4 separate regions of the Mus musculus genome follow, and regions 2, 3 and 4 are each linked to region 1. Evidence: chromatin contacts called from public HiChIP or PLAC-seq and promoter capture Hi-C data. All regions are on one chromosome and are shown on one strand. The core of a region is the stretch at or near the end of the contact, and the rest is flanking DNA. Distances in the headings are between cores, read along the strand shown. Region 1 holds the start of Disp2 (dispatched RND tramsporter family member 2). Region 2 holds the start of Rhov (ras homolog family member V). Region 3 holds the start of Eif2ak4 (eukaryotic translation initiation factor 2 alpha kinase 4). Region 4 overlaps Eif2ak4 (eukaryotic translation initiation factor 2 alpha kinase 4).

The links. Promoter capture Hi-C pulls out the DNA fragments that hold promoters and counts their contacts. HiChIP or PLAC-seq counts read pairs in DNA pulled down with a chosen protein or histone mark. Capture Hi-C pulls out chosen DNA fragments and counts their contacts.
Region 2: a contact with region 1 is called in an H3K4me3 HiChIP or PLAC-seq map of bone marrow-derived macrophages, with 3 times the contacts expected there. The contact joins the promoter of Rhov here to the promoter of Disp2 in region 1. A contact is called at or near these places in 3 of 39 promoter capture datasets (the C10 cell line, liver and pre-B cells) and 3 of 115 datasets of contacts at active chromatin or transcription factors (bone marrow-derived macrophages, microglia and pancreatic cancer cells).
Region 3: a promoter capture Hi-C map of adipose tissue shows a contact between it and region 1. The contact joins the promoter of Eif2ak4 here to the promoter of Disp2 in region 1. A contact is called at or near these places in 1 of 39 promoter capture datasets (embryonic stem cells), 1 of 115 datasets of contacts at active chromatin or transcription factors (large pre-B cells) and 1 of 9 other capture datasets (adipose tissue).
Region 4: a promoter capture Hi-C map of hippocampal neurons shows a contact between it and region 1, with 2.3 times the contacts expected there. The contact joins the enhancer-like site here to the promoter of Disp2 in region 1. A contact is called at or near these places in 2 of 39 promoter capture datasets (hippocampal neurons and pre-B cells) and 1 of 9 other capture datasets (liver).

The regions. Positions count from the first base shown.
Region 1 is chr2:118,778,141-118,781,232 of GRCm38.p6, forward strand. Disp2 (dispatched RND tramsporter family member 2) reads left to right here and starts at 1,579. Exons shown (of 8, transcript NM_170593.3): 1 at 1,579-1,804. Phgr1 (proline/histidine/glycine-rich 1) reads left to right here. Exons shown (of 4, transcript NM_001145644.2): 4 at 1-25.
Region 2 is chr2:119,269,626-119,272,717 of GRCm38.p6, forward strand. Rhov (ras homolog family member V) reads right to left here and starts at 1,601. Exons shown (of 3, transcript NM_145530.2): 1 at 1,291-1,601; 2 at 1,057-1,115; 3 at 1-862. The coding sequence starts at 1,498. The coding sequence ends at 419.
Region 3 is chr2:118,387,020-118,390,111 of GRCm38.p6, forward strand. Eif2ak4 (eukaryotic translation initiation factor 2 alpha kinase 4) reads left to right here and starts at 1,598. Exons shown (of 39, transcript NM_013719.3): 1 at 1,598-1,833. The coding sequence starts at 1,690.
Region 4 is chr2:118,447,066-118,450,157 of GRCm38.p6, forward strand. Eif2ak4 (eukaryotic translation initiation factor 2 alpha kinase 4) reads left to right here. Exons shown (of 39, transcript NM_013719.3): 21 at 1,211-1,447. Among named protein-coding and RNA genes, the nearest start is that of Srp14, 31 kb to the right of the region's middle. Within about 2 kb of position 1,411, at least 4 of the 459 cell types and tissues checked have an H3K27ac peak or open chromatin away from gene starts, as enhancers often do. A contact at or near this core is called in hippocampal neurons, where this site is marked.

The DNA.
Region 1 (3,092 bases), core at 329-2,828:
TTGGAGGCCATATTTGTTGTTGTTAGAGACTGTCTTTCTTCATATCCGACTGGTCCTCAGAGCCCAGTTCTATCTAAATTTCATTACTATGAAGGCCAGATATCCGTCTTGGCATTCTCAGAAACTTGACTGAGTGGTACCCACAACATATCGCTGCTGAAGATCACTGATCTGATGGGGGCTTCCACAGCTCTGAGTACATTCTCACCATTTCCTGAAAACATACTGAACTCCCAACCTTCTTTTGTTACAGTCTCCTAAATCCCACTCCAGGTGAAGCATGCTCTGCCTGTCTTTCATGCCTTCACATTTCCAAAACCTCCCCAGCCAGCCGCAGCTCCACTGTCTCCAGGAAGCTTGCTTTAAAGCTATTCGAAAGAAATGTCTCTCTTTGTACCCTGCCCTTTCTCTGCCACAAATTGTAGATCAGAGGTGCTATCAACCATCTCCTAGGTCTAGCCACACCCTGGCCTCCTGGCACTGATTTAAGGCTGCCTTTATCTCTGCAGCCAACTGTAAGTCACTCAAGGCACTTACTTCTAAACCTCCAGATCCACTCAGCCCGGGCTCTAGAACCCGTGCCTGCCTAGACCAGCACTTGGACACAATTAAGGGATATCTTTAAGCCAAATCTCTTGAGTCTGACTCTCCTCAGCCCATTGCTTCTAGCTTGTCACCTCCATGCACAGCACAGCCAGGCCCAAAACAGCCTGCTTGTTGTGAAGTTTTTTTGTTTTTTTTTTTTTTTGTTTTTGTTTTGTTTTTGTTTTTTTGTTTTTTGTTTTTTGTTTTTTGTTTTTTCTTTTGCCTAACCAAATCTACCAAGGACTCCTCTACACTGAGGCTTCTCCTACTTCTGGTATTCACTATAATTCAACTACAGTTCTCTAGCCAGGCCTGCCCTTCCGACCAACACCTCAATTCCTTCACAGCTAGTCCCTCGTCGGGGCTGGCAAGTGCTCCGAAGTGGGTGGCTATCAGGTCTCTCTGTAGGTGGAGAGTGGTGGTAACTGCATGAAAGGGGCTGGGCATCCCTCCTCCTCTCACTCCCCCTATCCCTTGTTGCGCACTTAAAAGATTCGAGAAGAGGCTTTAATGTAGGAAGAGGCCGCAGGCTCAGAGCCAGGTCCAAAATGGGAGGAGTGACCCAACTCGAGCAGATACCCATCTCTCCCTCGGGAGGACAGAACACTGAGAGAAGCCTAGAGAAATAAGGGTATTTATGAGACCCAACCTCTCTGCTTCCCTGCGTTACAAAGTGTGGATGCCTGGGGTTCAAGTTGGGAGGATTTTACCCGGGTTGTTCCTTTTTAGTTTCTTGTAAAAAGTACAAGGCGTCCAGGAGGGACGGTCTGGCCATATTACTAAGGACAATGATGAGAGCTGGTCAGGGTAGAGAGGCCTGTACTGCAGCCTACAACCTTCGTGACAACGAACCCCCAGCCCCCCATGCTGCGGCTCTGCCGCAGCTCGTGTCCCTGTCTCCCCTCCATCCTTCCTGCCCTCTGTCCATTGGCGGATTTCTCTTCGGCCCCGCCCAGCGACTGGCCTCTGGAGCTGACGCATGCGCAAGATCCCACCGCTGCCGCTGCTTCAGCACCAGAGCCCGGACAGCGGCGCCGCCCACGGGCATGGACGGTGGTAGCAGCCCCAGCTGCTGCAGCGATCTTCTCTTTGCCAGTTTCTGAACCGCAAGCAGCGGCCTGAGGGGAATACATTAGCCCCAGAAGGCAGCTGCCGGAACAAGTAGGAAGAACCCCTCCGTAGATCCTGCTGGAAGATCTTCTCAGTAAGCCTGCATCAGGTATCCTAAATAGCCGCCGCCACATATCACCTCATCCATTCCCCAGCTCTCTTCTGAAAGCCTTTTCCCGAGGCGAGTATGATTGTACACCTTCATTTTGCCTGGCTAGTTCATCCTCTCTCATCGACACTTGATAATACCAGTTCTCGTTGCTTTCACCTCCTGGGGGACCTGCCCCACCCACTGTTCTCTCCTTTCCCCTAAGGCCGCAGATGTCCATTTCCTTAGCTTCTAGAGCTTCCCCAACTCCCTGAGGCCTTGCCTCTGCGTCTTTGCAAAAGGCCTCAGGACCGCAGCTATGTCGGTCTGCATGTCAGTGAGCAAAGGGGTGTGCATGTACAACGGGGGGAAAAAAGGCTGGCCAAAGCAGGTATCCTAGGGAGAGAAGGCGACATTTGGGATCTACACCACGGGCTGACTGTCTGTCCATCACCATCAGTTCCTTGTCTGCCCACTGCCATCGGTTGCTCTGCTGCCCAGCAAATCGTTGTTTGTTTTCCCTGCATGGCCTCCTGCTTGTGTACACACTGGCTTTAGCCTCCGTGTATGGCAAAAACTAGACTGAAGCCATGACCGCTGAAGGAGCCTGGGGGGGGGGGTGGAAGAGAAAAAAAAAAACCACCTTCCCACTGAGCGCCCATTCCCAGAACTGGGTACCCTTCATTTTTCTGACTTCATCAGACGTGTGGTGGAACAGTCTGGCCAGGTAGCAATATGGCGCCATTTGTGTGTCCTGCCTGACTCTGCCGCCCCCAGAATCTCTCTTCAGACATGACACTTCATCTCTTTCCTGCCTGGACTGAAATAAAAGGCATTTTTAAGAGGCAAAAGGCAGTTGCAGACACCTTATCTCAGATTATCGGATTTAAATTGTACATTCTGTTTCTCAGAAGCAGGAGAAAGCCCCACAGGTGGAAGCAAATGTTTTCTCCCTCTTTTATTAAATTATTACCCTGAGAGAGATAAAATCTTATTCAAGAGGGCAAATCACAGTATGGGTATATTCTCCAGACCAGAGCACAGGCCAGGGACTCTGCTTGGAGCCACAACCTGACCAAAAGAAGGTGGGACTGGGGCTGGGGGTAGGGGTTGCAGCTCAGTGATAAAGCATTTTTTTCTAGCATTGGCAAAGCCTTAGGCTCCATCCCCAAGCACTGCAGAAAAAAGGGGGGGGAGAGGAGGGAGGGAGGGAACAGTGACAAATCAGGGCAGGGCCCAGGACCAGGAGCATCTGTACAAGGGGCTACAGCATCATTGGCTGTCTGGCACATCTTGCCAAGGAACAGTC
Region 2 (3,092 bases), core at 351-2,850, 490 kb after region 1:
CAAGCTGACCATCCGCCAGCCCTGCAAGATGCCCCACTGTTCTCCTTGATCCTCGCACTGTGCTAGGAGAGGGGGATGACCCCGAGGGGCCTGCATTCAGCCAAACTGACCTGTGGCCCCAGGATAAGAAACTGAGAATTACATCCCAAGCTGCTCAGCAGCACTGACGCTGATGGCGCTATCCCATGAAAATCAAAGTGCTGGGATTTTCCTGTGAGTCTTGACCAAAGAAATCCAAATGGGGCAGCCCCTGCACAGACAGAGCTCACCCTGGCTCACCAGGGTGTACAGCTTTGAGGCCCATGTGCCCTGTGTTCAATAGAGAACTGAGTTCCAGGGGTTGGCCAGGCCCTGCCAGTACCCGATGTCTCGGGGTCCAGAAGTCTCAGGCCACCCGCCTATCTCTTGCCATAGCTGCTCACACAAAGCAGAAGAACTTCTTCCAGCGACAGCGAGACAGCGTGCGCACACCTTTTGCGTTCAGTTTCTTCTCCAGACGGGCTTTGTGCTCAATCGCACTGAGAATGGCCGAGTCGAACACCTCCTTCAAGTTCTTCTGCGTCAAGGCCGAGCACTCAAGGTAGCAGCAGGCGCGGATCTTCTCAGCCAGACCCTGGGCTTGGGGTTGTGGTACTGGGCCCTCCCGGCCTCCTTGGTCCAACTGAATTAGTACATTGACATCGTCCCTTAGGTCAGCCTGAGTGCCCACCAGCAACACGGGTGCTTGGGGGTTGTGAGTGCGGATCTCAGGCAGCCATTTTTCTGTTATGTTTTGGAAGGAGCTGGGCTGCACCACGCTGAAGCAAGCCAGAAAGACATCGGTGTCCGGGTAGCAGAGAGAACGAAGCCGGTCAAAGTCCTCCTGGGGTGGCAAGGCTAGTTGTTAGCAACATCATTCCCTCCACATTGGAACCAGAATCTGCTTCTCCCTTGGGGGTGGAGACCTAAAAGTGCTAAAGCCCAAAGCCTATTCCATTCCCACTCCACGCAGGGATCCTCCCAGCCTCCAACCCTCTCCAACCCCTTGCCCAAGGAAGGCTACACCCAGGTTCTCACCTGCCCTGCGGTGTCCCAAAGCTCGATTCGCACAGGGGCTCCATCGACCAGGACTTGCACTGCAGAGGTGGGGAGGGGAAAGCATGACTTAGGCACAGCATCCTCGTCCCTCCTGCAGGCCTCACCAGCGCCACCTCCGGGCCTGCTCCCGGGGTCTTCCGTACCCTCCCGCCAGCAGGCTACTGAATGCACAACCCTTCCCATCCTCAGGGGCCCCGGGGCTATAGAACATACCGGAGAAGGTGTCTAGTGCTGTAGGCCGATAGCGCGCGGGGTACCCATTGCAGGTGTAGCTGACGATGAGGCTGCTCTTGCCCACCGCGCCATCGCCCACCAGCACGCATTTGATGCCCAGCTCCGGAGGGGCGCTGCGCCGCCGCGGAGGAGGGGTCGAGGCCGGGAGAGGCGGTGGCTCGGCCTCGCTTAGCTCCCGCGGCGGCATGGTCCGCTCCTGGGGTAGCAGAGGGGCCAGCCCGGACCAGGCTCCGCGGCACTCGGGGAAGCAGGTTCCGCAGCCGGACGCTGACAATCTGTCCAAGCTGGGCACGCCCGCTAGAGGCTGACAGAAGGTATATAAGTTGGGTCCCGCCCACCTCATCTGCATGTCCCTAGTGCCCCGGACCCCGCCCACCGACCTGGAGCCTCCCTCTGCAGAACACCCAGAAAAAAAACCAAGCATCCAGAAAAGAAAGGAATATGAAAACCAGGCTCCACGAAGGTACAAGGACAAAGACCGGGCATATGATATTTTGGTAAATCCACAATTTATTGTTAGTAGGAAGATGCAGCTACAGAATCCATAATACTGCATGTTCAAATTAAACACATCACATTCATCTCTTCTAAGTTAGTAACACACACACACACACACACACATATATATATATGTATATATATACATATATATATATATATATATATATATATGTACAAGTACTAAACATCAGAATAGTAATTTTACTAATAAACTATTTTGTTAATATACTGAGATTGAAGCTGAGAATGTAGCTCAGAGTGCTTGCCTAGCATATAAAGTCCTGGGTCTGATCCTAGTACTGGCTTGGCGGTGCATTCCTCTAACCCCAGCACCCTAGAAGGATCACAAGTTCAAGGCCATCTTCTGTGATACAGAGTCAGATGGACTATAATGTGAGACCCTGTCTCAAATAAACAAATACCATGGCATGGGGCTGGTCCACATCTTTATTCCCAGCACTGGGGTGGCAGGAACAGAGGGAGGAGCAGAGAGAGGCATAAGGATCTTGTGTGTTTGAGGCCAACTTGGTCTACATAGTAAGTTCTAGGCCAGTTAGGACTAGAGTGAAACTCTGTCTCAAAACAAAGAAACAAAAATATATACACATACATATATTATAGGGGCTGGTGATGTCATCTATGGTAGAGTGCCTGTCGAGCCCTATGTAATGTCTAGCTACACACACACACACACACACACACACACACGTATACACACACAACACACACACACATATAAATGGGCTGGAGAGATGACCGATGGCCAATGAACTTCTATACAGATAGAATAGCCATTCAGACAAAAGGTGTGGAACTTCACAATGGATTTTATACTGTCATTATCAAATATATTTTGAATATTTTTTTAAAGATTTATTTATTTATTTATTTATTTATTTATTTATTTATTTATTTATTTATTATACATAAGTACACTGTAGCTGTCCTCAGACACTCCAGAAGAGGGAGTCAGATCTCGTTACGGATGGTTGTGAGCCACCATGTGGTTGCTGGGATTTGAACTCCGGACCTTTGGAAGAGCAGTCGGATGCTCTTACCCACTGAGCCATCTCACCAGCCCTATTTTGAATATTTTTAAAGACTTATTTTTATGTGTATAGGTGTCTTGTCTGCATGTATGTCTATGTACCACATGTATGCAGTACCCAAGAAGACCAGAATAGAATGTCAGATTCCCTGGAACTGGAGTTACAAAAGGTTGTTAGCAGTTATAAAGTACTTGGAACCAAACTCATGTCCTCTGCAAGAGCAACAAGTGT
Region 3 (3,092 bases), core at 348-2,847, 390 kb before region 1:
AATGAAACAATACTGGTGACGACATCTGACATTGTGGACCTGGATGACAAATACCTGGGGTTATTATAATGTTTCCTCTGCTTTTATGTTGAAAAAAATCCGTATTGAGTTTTTCTTTTGTAGTAGAAGAAGAGCAGTTGGAAACTGGAAGGATTTTAGAGATTAGTGTGGCCATATTCGTGATTTAGGAACTTTACTTTGGCTACAATAGGAAGAGCTGCTTAACATGGGGCAAGGATGAAGACGGCCGAATAGAGAGCCAGTGAAGAGGTGGTAAAAATGGGCTGCAGCTTAGGGGGAAACTGAGGACATGATGACAGTTTGAATGTGAGAGCTGAAAAAAAAAAAAAAAAGGCAGCACTCAACAAATATCTTCACTGTTTGTTGAGTTCTGCCATGTATCCAGGCAGGGGTCCCTGGAAACAGAACAGGTCTCCAGCTGAAGGAGGGAGGAGGTGGTTTCTAAAAGGCCTTTGTGTTACCTTGTCTGATCAGAGTGGTCTGAAGGTGAGATGCCTAAGTCAACATTACTAAGTGAACAAGATAGATGCAAACAAGATTGACAGAGACATGTCACCTAACCTAACTCGAGGCATGATAGTGCATTTTTTTTCTGAATTAAGCTACAGCAGGTAGACAACAAAGCAATAGCAATGTCTGAATAGATAGGTTACTTATATGCGTGAAAAAAAAATATGGTCAAATAGGGATGGTGGCACAGTCTCATGATCCTAGCGCTGAGAGGATAAAGTAGGAAGATTACTATGAATTCAAGGCCAGACCATGCTGCAGAGGGAGACCCTGACTCATATGGACACAAATACATCCCTTAAGTATGTAAAGTAGGGTGCAACATTTTACATGAATGTGAATGCTCAAATTTACATTAAATGAACTGGTCGGATAATTCTCTTTGTGGGATTTGAAAATGCAAGGAGAGAATTTCAGAGAGTCCAGAGAGCATGCATGAGACATTTAATTAATGATTCAAGGGTAACGAATGTGGGAAACAGGGTTTACGGTTTTTTCCTCCCAGTAGTCTCATTCTGGGAAGGTCAGGTAAGATAAACGATTTAACTCATGACTGCGCTCTAAAATTTTCCTCTCTCTAGCCAGGCAGGGTGAAGGAGTTCCAGCGCCTGTTTCTGCTACATACTTGTTTTGTGAAAACTAATATGTGTTGTCACTTTGACCTAAGAGACTGGCTCTCCAAAGTGTGTTGGCAATTCCTGACTCAATTTCTCCCCTCAGGAAGAAGGCAAAGCTTTCCCCTACTCTTGTTTTATTAGAAGTCTTGGGCCATGAGAAGTTGGAGCAAAACCCCGCCCACTGGCCTTCTCCGGAGTGGGCCAAACGAGTCAGCCGCGGAGAACCCCGCCTTCAGACCCGCCTCCTGGCCTAGGCTCCGCCCAAGGCCCTCTCACCTGCTCAGAGTCACGCCCCTAGGTCGGTCTTCAGCTCGAGACTCCGCCCCCAGGTTCGTCTCCCGCTGGAGATCCTGTCTTTAAAGCGCCTCCCCAGAGCAGAGCCACACCCCCTAGACCTGTCATCAGCTCGAGGCCCCTCCCCCAGACCCGACTCCGACTCGAGGCCCCGCCCTCAGTTCGGTCACGGCGCGGGCTGGAGCTCCCCTACCCACCCCAGAATCACCGCTACCTCGCCTAGGCCGCTGCGCCTGCCCCGGCCGCCATGGCTGGGGGCCGCGGGGCCTCTGGACGCGGCCGGGCTGAGCCACAGGAGAGCTATTCGCAGCGACAGGACCACGAGCTGCAGGCCCTGGAGGCCATTTACGGCTCGGACTTCCAGGATCTGCGGCCGGATGCGCGCGGACGGGTAGGAACGTGGTTGGTCTGGCCCGGTGTTCTCCAGTCTAGGAACCCAGCCAGACGCCTCCAGTCTGGGGCGACCACTTAGATCCTAAAGGCTTTTCATATTGCAGTTCCACTACCCTCACTTTCTGCCTCTGCGCCGCCACTGGTCTTGAGAAGGCAGCACCTGGCCTGAATTCTCTTTTTTCCCCGGTCGGGCTCCTCTCTCTGCTGTGCTTCTTATTCCCACTGACGTCCCCTAACCACCCTTCGTCCTTCCAACCATTCTTCCCCACACTGACTCGCCCCAGGCCTCGAGGTGGGTTGTGACTGCACATTCATAGTCACTCATTGCTACTTTGTGCTGGGGATGCTTAGGGGGCGTGGGTCCAGGTCTTGTGCTCTCAGCAAACAAACTCCCAGGTCACACTGTGTAAATCCCGTTTCCTGTGTGGAAGAACTTTTTGTACCTTCCTCCGAGACTTTTGAGGAATAGGTATAGAACATGTTTATTGTCGCTGTAATGCAGTGTTTACCGAGTTCTATTTAAAACATCACTTTCCTTTTTTGTGTGGAAGTTAAGCTGAGGGCAGTGACAGTCTCTCCCTATCCTTGAATAGTGTATCTGCCGAACTAAAATGTTCCTGAAGTTTGAAAGTACTTCTTTCCTCCATCTGCCTTACTTCTTTAACTCACAATGTCTGTCTTTTCTCTATATCTAGTATTTCTTTAGGAAAAGGCTTTACTTAAGCTGTCAGGGCCAAGATTCTCCCACTAAACCAATATACTTTTTAATTTAATGATTTAGACGCTAGGAACACAGTCATGGGTAAAACATGCACAAAACCCCTGCTGCCGGCGGGAAGCTTACTTTTTTAGGCCTTATTTGTAACTTTACATACAGTTATACATGCTTCTTGTAAATAGTAAGATAACCTACAGGTCATCTGGCAACTTCTCTGTTTCCAGGGAACCAGGAAGTAGGGCCTAGGCCACCAGAATAGTGTTACAGAATGTGCAGGGGACTCAGGGAGACCCAGCTGGCTTTTTTTTTTTTTTTTTTTTTTTTTAGTTTTTTTAGTTTTATGTTCCCAAGGTGCAGGAAAATGGAAGGAAAACCATCAGCCACTTTTAGGTAATGATACTGATAATCCTAAGAATTTACAGCTGATCCCAGTTAGCCCAGGAATTTACAGCTCACGGTGGCCTTTATAACCAAGAAGACTTAACCCAGAGATAGTGTAAAAGGCAGGTAGAGTTATTCAGTAGTAGACTCTGGCTCTG
Region 4 (3,092 bases), core at 161-2,660, 330 kb before region 1:
GTCAGGGCAAAAGTATCTTCTTTAAACTATCAGCATTGAGAACAGGAACATAAACAGAGCATGTCAACATTTGCAACTTCTTATTGGCTGCATGTCTGCATGGCCATTCCACTGCACATCTATAAGAGTTAGGGACTGTTAGTGTCTTTTTATTTCTGTTTGAGTAAGTCTCTATACTTCTATGGTGTTTAGTATGACACTGTTAAAGGCTAACAGGGCTCATTTGGCCACCTCTATTTAATTAGTAAAGAAGTATTAGAAAACAGGCTGTTACCTGTTCTATTTATCTTGTTAGCTGCTATCTTCCATTTGAATTAGTCATTCGCTGAATTTTTGAGTGTCATAACTATAAATACTCACTTCATAGATAGGGTCTCTCTACATACCCCTAGTTGTCCCAGAACTCACTATGTAGACCAGGCTGGCCTTGAACTCATAGAGACCCACCTCTGTTTCCACCACACCCACCAGAAGGGTATTTTAAAGATACATTAGAGATATCTTATGAAATCCATCTAAAAATTGAAAATTTCTGTTCTCAAATATTCTGCCAATTTTTTTATAAATTCTTTTTCTAAGCTACAGAGTTAAGAATCATGAAGGAACAGGTGTGATGGCACGTATCTTTAATCCCAGCATTCAGGAGACAGAGGTAGATGGATCTCTTTGAGTTCAAAGCATGGTCTATATATTTATTTACTGAGTAGACTGTTTAAAAAGAAAAAGGTTTAGGGTACCTTTTAAAGGCTTGTGCTGCTTCAGAGGGCTCTCCACTATGGAGGCATAACAAACAGTGTAAAGCAAGAGGATTCCAGGGAATAGACTCAGTAAAGAAAAGGAGGGAGAGCGAGGACCAGTGTGCTGTGCGGTAGAGGTGCTGCTGTGTGCTTATGTAAGTACTAACATTAGGCATGGGCTCTATGGTAATGTCTAGATATCTCCTTTTTATACAGTCCTTTGTAGTCATAAGACTAAGCTCAGCTTTCGTGTGCTTTGTTAAGGATATGTTTGATCGTTGGTGACAAAGGGACCTTTCCCTTTCAAGAATGCTCCAGTTACATTCATGCCCAAGTCACAGGGTCATGGGTCACTAAATGGCATAATCAGAGATCTCGGAAGTGCCAGCTAAGCATAAAAAGTGCCCTGAATGACCGCCTATCTGAGTTTCATCTGCTGTCTCCTTACCAACTATGTGCCTGTCACGTTGCAGAAATCTGTCATCTCCTGGCTGTTGAACCATGATCCAGCTAAACGGCCCACGGCCATGGAACTGCTCAAGAGTGAGCTGCTCCCCCCGCCGCAGATGGAGGAGTCCGAGCTGCATGAAGTGCTGCACCACACGCTGGCCAACATAGATGGGAAGGCCTACCGCACCATGATGAGTCAGATCTTCTGCCAGCACATCTCCCCCGCTATAGACTACACCTACGACAGTGACATCCTGAAGGTGGCTGAGTCACACATAGCGGGCACTTCTCTTTACTCTTTGATAGTTTTTATGTATGTCTATGATACATTCTGATCAAACTCATCCCTCTGCCCTTTCTTATCTTCCTCCCACTCCTAATACCCTTTCTCCTACTAAATGCTTATCTAACCTCCATGTCTTACATTTTTATAGGTTTTTTAAAATAACATTTTATGTAAGGGGGTGGGACATGCACATGTCATGGTACACGTATTGCGGTCAAAGGACAACTTGTAGGAATTATTAGTTCTTTCTTCCCACCATGTGTGCCTCAGGGATTGAACCCAAGCTGCCAGGCTAGGCAGCGAGTGCCTTTACCTGCTAAGCCATCCCATGTTCGTATCTCTTTATTTTGTTCGGGTTTTACCTTGTGATATTCCGGGTCTAACCAGCTATCCCTGCGCTGTAAGTTCTTGGCTTAAATCCCCCAAAGCCCCAAAAGCACAAAGCATGCACAAAGCATGCACAAAGCATGCACAAAGCATGACTGCTTAGTTCAGGGAAGAGCCATGCTAGTAATCACTTATTGATTTTGACCCTTCCCACTCCATGCCCTTCCAAGAGACTGAGAGACAGAGCCCATTTCAGATTTCCAACCTGGGACACCCAAGGGGTCAGCTCTGTATGTGGAAACAATGGCTCCCAGCACCGGCCAAGGCCCAGGAAGCCCAGATGCAGGGTGCCCTGGCTCCTCAGATGCAGGATGCCCTGGCTCCCCAGATGCAGGGTGCCCTGGCTCCCCAGATGCAGGATGCCCTGGCTCCCCAGATGCAGGATGCCCTGGCTCCTCAGATGCAGGGTGCCCTGGCTCCTCAGCAGCTCTGCGGCCTCAGCTGGGAAGCATCTTGAGTCTCTAAAAGCTTCCAGATGGTTTCTGAAGAGTTGTCAAGGTGCCAGTCTTGGTAACCTTTATTATTTCATTTCTAAAAGTTAAAACAAAACCAAAAACACAGAAGCACCTGAAATAATTTAGAGAAATGTTTTGTTTTTCTTTTCTTTTATTGGATATTTTATTTGTTTACATTTCAAATGTTATCCCCTTTCCCGGTTTCCCCTCTGGAAACCCCCTATCCCATCTCCTCTCCCCCTGCTTCTATGAAGGTGCTCCACCTACCCACCCACCCACTCCTGCCTCCCTGCCCTGGCATTCCCCTACACTGGGGCATTGAGCCTTCACAGGACAAGGGCCTTCCGCCTCCCATTGATGCCTGACAATATATGCGGCTGGAGCCATGGGTCGCTCCATGTGTACTCCTTGGTTGGTAGTTAAAGAGTTGAGTGAGTAGGTAACCAAGGCTGGCCATCCATGCTGTCTACTTCTATATAGTTAAGCTGTGGTATAATCTTAGAAGATGGAATTTAGAGAAACTGTAGATTTTAAGTGTATATGATCATGCACACCTGTGGCCTTGCAAAGACTGAAGAGGATTGTGGCCAGGCTAGCCTGGGCAATACAATGAGACCCTGTCTCAGAAATAAGAGCAGAGTTTGACTGTCTAATAAGAATCAGATCTGTTTGTAAGACTACAGGTAACTTTATTTTGTCTTTTTGCTTATTTTTTATTTCTAAAATTACTATAATAAAATGGAATGAAAAGGAAACACCTTAAGCAAATATCCATGT